Linked DNA regions of Sus scrofa: region 1 is linked to region 2. The links are chromatin contacts, called in public Hi-C maps. All regions are on one chromosome and are shown on one strand. Each heading gives the region's core, a stretch centred on a gene start, on an enhancer-like site or on the middle of the called end of the contact. The rest is flanking DNA. Distances are from core to core; before and after follow the strand shown.

Evidence for each region. A called contact is a pair of places that touch in the nucleus more often than the background predicts.
Region 1: a Hi-C map of retroperitoneal adipose tissue shows a contact between it and region 2, with 5 times the contacts expected there. The contact joins two enhancer-like sites. A contact is called at or near these places in 5 of 5 promoter capture datasets (fetal liver, fetal skeletal muscle, liver and 1 more), 29 of 47 Hi-C or Micro-C datasets (adipose tissue, alveolar macrophages, blood and 16 more) and 1 of 2 datasets of contacts at active chromatin or transcription factors (skeletal muscle).

Annotation. Positions count from the first base shown.
Region 1 is chr9:55,554,238-55,558,930 of Sscrofa11.1, reverse strand. No RefSeq gene overlaps it. Among named protein-coding and RNA genes, the nearest start is that of ETS1, 44 kb to the right of the region's middle. Within about 2 kb of position 2,955, at least 12 of the 83 cell types and tissues checked have an H3K27ac peak or open chromatin away from gene starts, as enhancers often do. A contact at or near this core is called in adipose tissue and retroperitoneal adipose tissue, where this site is marked.
Region 2 is chr9:55,200,593-55,205,187 of Sscrofa11.1, reverse strand. No RefSeq gene overlaps it. Among named protein-coding and RNA genes, the nearest start is that of ETS1, 310 kb to the left of the region's middle. Within about 2 kb of position 2,802, at least 25 of the 83 cell types and tissues checked have an H3K27ac peak or open chromatin away from gene starts, as enhancers often do. A contact at or near this core is called in adipose tissue and retroperitoneal adipose tissue, where this site is marked.

The DNA.
Region 1 (4,693 bases), core at 1,706-4,205, 350 kb before region 2:
ATCAGCAAGTGTAGAAGAGGGCTAAAGAAAATGCTTCAAACCACGGGGCAAGCATCTTCTGACCATCTCTGGATGGAGGCACCTTCAGGTGCATTCCCCATTTCATCTCTGCCAACGATCTCTTGTGATCATCCCTGTGTCACAGGGTACAGAGGGGGTTAGGTGACTGGATGCCACTCAGTGGCCAAAGGGGTTTCCTGGAGGTTCTAGCTCCTTTGATTTAAGTCCAGGGGTCTTTCAAAGACCAGATCTGAACTGAGGATGGACTCCCTTCATTGGCTGGCTCTCTCTCCTCCCTTTTCGCAGGACCTCCCAGGACTGTGCTGATAAGATCTTTTGGCTCCGTCTCCCTCTGCCCCGCCTCCAACTCATGCCTCCTCTCATCCAACAAAGTTCCCCTTTATCCGAAGGCCCTCACTTCCAGCAGAACCATCAGGGCCAATCTGGTGGAGTCTGGGGACATTCAGAAGGTGGGTTTCCCTGGACCCCCATTCTGGTCCCAGCCTTCTTGGCTTCATGTTCACGTCCATCTCCTGCAGCTCTGGCCAGACTTCTTTCGCTCTACAAAAAGCAAACGCTTCCATATGGGATGGAGAACGTATCCCCAATGTCTTTCTTTGGGTGATTCTAGTTTACAGTTCCTTTGCTGAAAAAAATTGTGGGTTGGGAAGCGGAAGGAGAAGGGTCAGGGACCAAGACACAGAAGGCACAAGGCGCTGTCCCTCTGGGGGGAGCCTGGTCCTGAGCAGTTATGCGGGGGGCGGGGGGGGGTTGGGGTTCGGAGACCACCTCAGTGAATTGAGCCATGTTCAGATCCAGGCTGTCTACATCCTTTAGAGTGACCCTGCTCTCCACACCGGCCCGCATCAGCAGGGCTCCACCAAGAAAGGTGGAGCCGGGAGCTGAATAGGAATGAATGAAACCGCCCCCACCCCCACCCCAGCCCTTGATGGCCTCAGTGAGGTCTGGCAGCCCCTTCTGTTTTCTGCCCTGCGGTGTCGGTGACCATTAAACACTCCTCAGGGACACAGAGAATCAGACTTGCCCTCAGAAAACACGGAATCCTGTTCTTGGAAGGGGCAGTCGCAGAAATGGAGCCCTCTTTAAAAAGGACTTTAGAGGGCAAAAAAAGTCTAGCCCTTTACTTTCTAAAAAGCAAGTCAAATTCATCTGCTTTTTTGAGGGAGTTCCCGTCGTGGCGCAGTGGTTAACGAATCCGACTAGGAACCATGAGGTTGAGGGTTCGATCCCTGGCCTTGCTCAGTGGGTTAAGGATCCGGCGTTGCCGTGAGCTGTGGTGTAGGTTGCAAATGTGGCTCGGATCCTGCTTTGCTGTGGCTCTGGCGTAGGCCGGTGGCTGCAGCTCTGATTCAACCCCTAGCCTGGGAACTTCCATATGCCGCAGGAGCGGCCCAAGAAATAGCTAAAAAGACCAAAAAAAAAAAAAAAAAAAAAATCATCTGCTTTTTTGAAACAAACAGCGGTACAGTTTATAGTTGACAGGCTTCGGCTGCAGTTTTTCCTCTTTCATTTGTTTATGAAATGTTTGTGCTCCTCACCTTTAGGAGGAAATTTCACGCCTCCTTCTGAATCTGTCATTGCTTGGAACGTCCAGCTATACCTTATCCTCAATTCCGGAGCGCTGGTCAAATGCAACCCTTACAACTTCATCCTGGTGAACCTTCAGGCGGCGAATGCCTGTGGCTCCATCGGTGACCCCAATCCAGAAAGCAGGCCCTCTGAAAGCCACCGAGCTGTGGTCATGCGGGGGCCATCAGGGGAGCATCCAGGGTCACTGGGCAACCCCAAACCCAGAGAGCCAGGCCAGGAGGGCTGCTGTTTTTTGATCCTCAGGCAGGAGGCAGCTGGAATCTTCCTGATGACAAACAGCTCGTGGCCAGTGACTGGGAGTGGGGAAGGGGTGTTACAGTGTCAAGTGGCTCTCTGTCCTCATCCTGGTCCCTCTCTTCTTTTAGGGTTCAGCCTGGGGAGGGGGTTCATGCTACAGAGAGTTCTCTCCTCACAGCCTGTGTCTACTAGTGGCCCCTGAGCTCATGGGTGTGCAGGCCCAGGGGACACGAAAGGGGGGCACAGCCTTGGATTTTTATGGGGCAGCCGTCTGTCATCCTGCTCTCTCGGTCCCCATTTTTCTTTCCTGGTTAATCTCCTTCCCCCGTAGGTGACCACATTCCCCACCCCTGGCCCTCCCAACATTTCAGGAAGGATGGAAGAGGGCAGGCCCTCTTCCTGGGGGGCATTCTTTGCAGGACACTAGAGAAAACTGTTACTCAAAATAGCAGGAAGATGGTGAATTTCTTTTGATCTCTGCCATGAGCCTGGCTGACGTGTAAGACCTGGCCAGGCTCACAGCCTCCACGGGGCCCCAGGGCCTCTCCAGACCCAGAAGGTCTCACTGTGGCTCAGGGGCAGCACCAGCAGCACCAGTTGGGTTGGGGAGGGGGCCTAGCAAATGTGAATTTCTTGGGTTGCATCTGCTGGATTCAAGCCTTGGAACCAACCCCACCCGCCTCACAACAATCCACAGCATCTAATTGCTCTTTCCTTTTCATTTTATTTAGTAACTGGGTTCAGCCCAGGAAACTCTGGCTTCCAATCTTTGAGTGTTTTGACTCAAGGACCGTAAACTGTCTGATTTCTTGGACAAACACAATCTTGAGGAATTTTTCTCTTTACACAATGGCCTGGCCGTGCGAATGTCATGGCTTCCCCATTCAAGACCTGGTAGATTTTTTTTTTCTCTTTCCTACAGACGTCAGTCTACTTAAAATAAATATTCCCATTGGTTTGGGGGCCTTTTCCTTTGGATTATTCACCTTTATTTCTGGGATTAGAAAGCAGCTGGCAGGCAGAGATAGGTGGGCAGGAGAAACAGACACCCAAGAAACCCAAGTGGCCTTGGAAACTGCAGGAGTCTGGGGCCCACCTTTGCCTTTGAGGGTTGTCCTCCTTGACCACACGTAGCCATGGACCTGCGGTGTCTTTCCTATTTGGAGAGGCCGCCACCTCTCTCTGCTCCCACTTACCCTCCCCCTGGGACCCCACGCTCCCCACCTGAGCCATCTTTCGGAAGCAGATCTGGCCCGGTCTCCGCCATCCCCCTGCTGGAAACCTCTGAAGTCTTGGATCAAAGCCCATGGCTTCAGCAAGCTGGGCCCCTCACAGGGCAGCCCTGCCAGCCTTCTCTGTCCCATTTCCCATGGCTTCCCCCCTGCTCTGCACAATGCAGGCCACCCCAGACCAGCCATCTCACTGGGCACTTGTGATTCCCTTCTGCCTGAAATGCCCTTTCCTTTGCTTGCTGGATTCTTGCTCGGTGATAAAGACCCACCTCGGTTTTCAGGCTGTGAGCCCATCCCCCACAGAGATGCTCCCCCTTTTTCAGACACACACTTTACAGCCTCACCTTGGGGCTCCCAATTTCCACCTTCCACCACAAAGCTGCTGGCCCACTACCATCCTTACTGTTTCAACCCAGATAGACTGCTAACTGCTCTTAATTCCTTTCTTTCTTTCTTTTTTTTTTGGTCTTTTGTCTTTTTAGGGCCACATGGGTTGTATGGAGGTTCCCAGGCTAGGGGTCGGAGCTGTAGCCGGCCCTATGCTAGAGCCACAGCAACTCGGGATCCGAGGTGCGTCTCCAACCTACACCACAGCTCACAGCAATGCCAGATCTTTAACCCACTGAGCAAGCCAGGGATCAAACTCGTGTCCTCATGGATACTAGTCAGGTGCATTCACCATTGAGCCACGGTGGGAACTCCCTAACTGCTCCTAATTCTTCCTTTTCCTCTTTGTCTTCCTCTCCCTCTTTTCCCTTTCTAGGTAGCTAATAAAATTATCTTTGAAATCTCTGCTGAGCTGCCTCTGGTACCTGGCACTGTACCAAAAAAAAAAAAAAAAAAAAAGAACGATTGATGTGCTGATTTTTGCCTTATCAAATATCTTCCATGCCTAGACGACGACCAGGCACCTTCTGTTTGCTATCTCCCTGAAGTATCACACCCACCCCGGTGGTTAGATGCTGTTTTTTGCATTTTCACATGAGATCAGTTGATGCTTAGTTGAGTTTCAACCTATTGAGTTTAAATTCCTTTCCAAGGTCACACCGTTGGCAAAGGTCTTGTTCCTGCTCAGGTCTCTCTGACCCCAAAGCCTGGGCCTTTTTTTTTTTTTTTTGTCCTGCCCCTTAGCACCTGCACGGCGACTTCAGGGCTACAAGGACCTGGGCCCCAGATTGGGTCTCCCAACACCTCATGAGCCCTTGACCTTTCTGCACAGAAATGGAAAGACGAGCATGTGATCCTCAGGGTGGTCGCTAAGTGCAAAACAGCTTCATCAGAAAACGCTCCCACAGTTAAGCATCAGAAGAAAGATGAGGAAGGGAGTTCCCATTGTGGCTCACTGGGTCACGAACCCAACTAGTATCCATAAGGATGCAGGTTCAATCCCTAGCCTCACTCAGTGGGTTAAAGATCTGGTGTTGCCATGAGCTGTCATGTAGGTCGCAGACGTGGCTTGGATCATGCATTGCCGTAGCTGTGGTGGAGGCTGGCAGCTGCAGCTCCCATTCAACCCTTAAAAAGAAAAAAAAAAAAAATCAGGAGGACATTTACACCTTTCCCCTCTTAGTTCTTATCCCACCCCGAATCTGTTGTGCCTTCCTGGTCAAAGA
Region 2 (4,595 bases), core at 1,553-4,052:
CCGTGGCTCAGAGATGTATTTTCTACCTATGGGTATGTGTGTGTGACCCGTATAAATAATAGCCCCGTGTCACACTTCGCCCTGCTGCTTTGAGGGCTGTCCATCCCTTCCTGTGTGCTTCTGTTTCTCTCCCTGCAGGAATGTGCCGGTCTTACCCGGGCCATGATTCTCAGCCACTTGGCCCATTCATGCTTCTCAGCATGCAGACAAGTTCATGATCACATGGACGTGTCAAGATGGCTTGAAGTTCAGGGCTAATTCAGAATGATAGGCAGGGATCCCTGAAAGATGGTCCAAGAAGAAAGTCCCAGATGACACGTAATTTAGATAATATTTGCCTAAACTTTGTATGAAACCTACCTGATGGTTGCCTCATATTGTGATTCATTTTTATCTTCTCTGTCTCACTCTCTCTCTCTTTCTGTCTCCCCCATCTTTTTCTCCCCTCTCCCTCCCTCCTTTTTGCAAAAGTAGAGACAAAAGTTACCGGAAGTCTCCATTGTCAGACTTCAAAGTCTTTGCTCAACACCTGACATTTGACGGCGTGCCCCCTCCCCTTCCTCCTCGCCCTCAGCTCGCTTGCCTGGGCACAAGCTCCGCAGAGATAACCATATCAGGCAGAACAAATGAAGCTTGTTTCCTTCTAAATTTGCTTCCTCCCACGCGGTGCGGCCGCGTACCCTGGGGTTGGCAGGCACTTCGCCCCAAGACCTCTCCCTTGCCGACTTCGGGTGGAGGCAGTGGGCTAGGTGTGGTCAGAGACTCGGCATGCAACTGGCTGAAATCAGGGACCTGTTGAGCCAGAAAAAAGATCTCACAGAAAGTCTCACTGAATAGTCTCATTTTCCAGGTAACGGAATGGAAGCCCGGAGGAGGGTGATGGCTTATCTGAAATCAGAGTTGGCTCTGGACAGAGCAGGCACTGGAAGCCAGAATGCCTTGCTACCCAAGCTGGTATTCTTTCTGCCTTAAGGCAGAGACTCAGACACTGTACGTTTCGGCAGTAACACTGAAAGCTCAGATAGAGGATTTCCCCAGGGTCCGAGGAGACGAAGTCCTTCTATGAGGTCATCAGGGTAACACAGAGAAGCCCCGTCCTCAGCAACCTGCCCTGGAGACCTGGAGACCCTGCTTCCCACGTGCCCTGGGGTGTGAGGGCCAGGGAAGCAGCTGGATCCTCTACAGAGTGTGGTCTGTGCATCAGGTTCTCCCACGTCCTGTGTGGCACCACCAGGACCTGGCTGCAGCCACTTGTCCCCCAACCACTGAAGGCCAGTCAAGGTTGACTCTCTGGACAAGGGCAACGTGGTGATGAGAGACAGGAGAGGAAAGCTGGAGCAGCTGGGTGCAGGGCAGGGAATCGGAGAGGGAGAAGCACACAGCTCCCTCCTGGGGTACCTGGAATATTCCCCCCAATACCCTTCCGAGAGACAGGAGTTCTACTAGTGAAGTTCTTTTTTTTTCTTGATTTAAAATTTTTTTTTATTTTATATTACTCAATTAATTTATTACATTTATAGTTGTACAATGATCATCACAGCCAAATTTTATAGCATTTCCATCCCAAACCACCAGCATATTTCCCCACCCCCCAACCTGTCTCCTTTGGAAACCATTAGTTTTTCAAAGTCTGTGAGTCAGTATCTGTTCTGCAAAGAAGTTCATTGTGTCCTTTTTTTAGATTCCACTATGTACGTGATAGCATTTGATGTTGGTGTCTCATTGTCTGACTGATTTCACTTAGCTTTATAATTTCTAGGTCCATCCATGTTGCTAAAAATGCCAGTATTTCATTCCTTTTAATGGCTGAGTAATATTCCATTGTGTATATGTACCATATCTTCTTGATCCACTCCTCTGCTGATGGACATTTAGGTTGTTTCTAGGTGTTGGCTATTGCACATAGTGTTGCAATGAACATTGGAGTACATGTGTCTTTTCAAGTCATGGTTTTCTCTGGATAGATGCCCAGGAGTGGGATTGCTGGAGTGAAGTTCTTCACTCTAGGTCTCCGGGGGGGTTAGAGTGGAATCTATAAAAAAATAAAAATGATTCTAAAAATGATGGAATTGGAAGATTGGCTAGGGAGAAAACTTGGGCAAGGAAAAAGGAAAGAACCTCTAAAATTTTGACTTTCTCCTCTCATCACCTTCTAGCATGTTCTGTGGACACACACACACACACACACACACACACTCCCTTCTGCTGTCTGGAAGACCAGCAGAGGTTGGCAAGACCCCCATCCTCTGCCACCACCTGGCTGAAGCAAACCTCTGGTCCAGAGCTGCCCCCTCCCCCTGCCCCCACTTTGCCCCCTGTGAGGGGCACCACAGCCTCAAATTGTTTCCTCATCTCTGGGGGCTCAGCAGGGGTGTTCACATCTCCAGGCTGACTTTCTGCTTCTACCAGGCCTGGTGGCTCTGGCTTACCACCCTCACTCCTCATGGCCATCTGCAGTTTTCTGCATGTCAATCAGTTTTGTGTGTGTGTGTTGTGTGTGTGTGTGTGTGTGTGTGTGTGTGTGTGTGTGTGTGTGTTTAGCGCTTTCTTGTCCCACACTCCCAGCCTCCAGCGTCCCTGAGGCAGGAGTACCTCCCACTCAGGGCTCACCACTCTGCTGTGTGCTTCCCAGCCGGCGAGGGCAATTTTTCAGAAAACTATTTTTAGAAATAGTAACCTCAGAATAAACAGAGCACACCAGATGCTGGTGTTTTTCTGGGGCAACTGAGCTGAGAATCATTTGTTTAAAGAGAAAGGTAAAAGAGGCAACCTTGCTCTCTGCCGGGGCCTTGGGTTGCGGATTGCTGGGTTTGACTCCCTCTAGCGGCAGGAGTTTAGATGACATGACGCCGCCTTGACCCAGACCAGTAATCCTTTACTATAACTGGAACTGTTTTACATTTAGGCTTCTGGTTTGACAAAAAGTCAGGACAGACTGCAAGCTAATTTTAAGGGTACAAAATGTATGAAGGATATTAGGGCAATTTCTCTGCATCCTTTTCTTATTTCTGGAAGGTCTAATCATTGTATTGAGCTCTCTATTGAAAATGAGGCTATGGTAAAACTGCTGGAGACCTTTGGTGAAATAAAATCTACTCTGTAAACAGAATCTGCATATAGTAGAGGAAACTATTAACACGAATTCTTCCCTATATGCCTCGTTCCTAGTTAAGGGTCAGTAGTTCTGCCAGCTCCATGGAAGGTGGGATAAAAAGGGACCAAAAAAAAGCGGCGATGTATCTAATAGCAGAGAGACAGCACCACAAAATAACAACAAATTTTTCTCATTGTAAGACTTGAGAGGCCAGAAACACATTACCTAAATGCACCCGGGGTGTCCCTTTCAGAAAGTGTCAATTGTATTTCTTCTAAGTCTGTTTCTTAGTGAATGTGGCATAGCCTGCAAAAAGACATCAGAAGGAAACTGAAGACTTTGGTAGACCTTCTGAATTCCAGGACTTCACGGTGCAGAGCCATGAGAGTCTTCCTACTGGCAGAAAGTTCGAGTAAAAGGTCTTCACTGGCCCGAAGACTTTAGTCCTCAGGTCAAAAATGCTTCTCTGTGTGGAAAACAGCCGATGGACAATTATCTAGTCACATTACAAATGACAGGGTTTCTCCTACAATTGGCTGTGGCTTGCTAATGTCTGGGTGATGGAGTAAAAACAAATGACTGTGGTTGACAGGAGGGAAAACATGTGCAGTAATTGATCCGTCAGATCATGTTCCATCTCTCGGCCCATTTTGAGTCAGACTTTGTACATTATGGAACTGCATTCATTCATTCACTGGAAAGCATTCCATTCACAAATCGTTGGGCTGAACTGACAATTGATTCATTATGAGTTCTTAGCTGAAGGGCTGATGGTTTTCCAGAGTAACAGCCTCATCTTGGACTGTCCTGTTCACATTCACCATTTTTGCATATTTTTTACTCACCACTTAGCTAACTTCTACCAACTCCTGGTGGGGGAGACCGGTGTGTCCATTTCTCCATGGCCATGAGCCCCAGATGACACCATTTTGTCCCCTAACGTGGACAGTCATGAAGAGAGTGTGTGTGTTATTATTGGTTTTCCTACCTACTCAGCTAAGTTTCCCTTTGCTGCCAAGTAAGGAAGAAACATGTAGCATCTGACCCTGGGAGCAAAGCTGTCCCCAACAGGGAACCACTGACCTAAGGAGAGGTGTTGGGAGAGATTTCATTCCTTCTTTTTTGGCCATTCATTCTTTTCTTTTTTCACCATTTACATTGCTTTTTTGTTTTTTCTTTAAACAATTTTAGAAGATGTATATCCTGGGATCAGTAGTGAACACAAATCAAATTTCTGGCCACAAGTGCCTAATCGAGCCTAAGTGTGGGAAGGAGACAGAGAGTAAGCATGTAAACCCATACATGAGAGGATTGCTGATGGGGCGAACGCCAAGAAAAAAATAAAAAATAAGACGACGCAGTGAACTAGAGGGTGCCTCGGTCAGCTGAACAAGGGGGTGTCAAGTGCTGCGTTTGGAATCTCAGTGGACAAGAGCGATTGCCATGGAGCTGGGTGTTAGGGGGTGTTGAGAAGGAGGGTGACCAAGACAGAGGTTTCCGA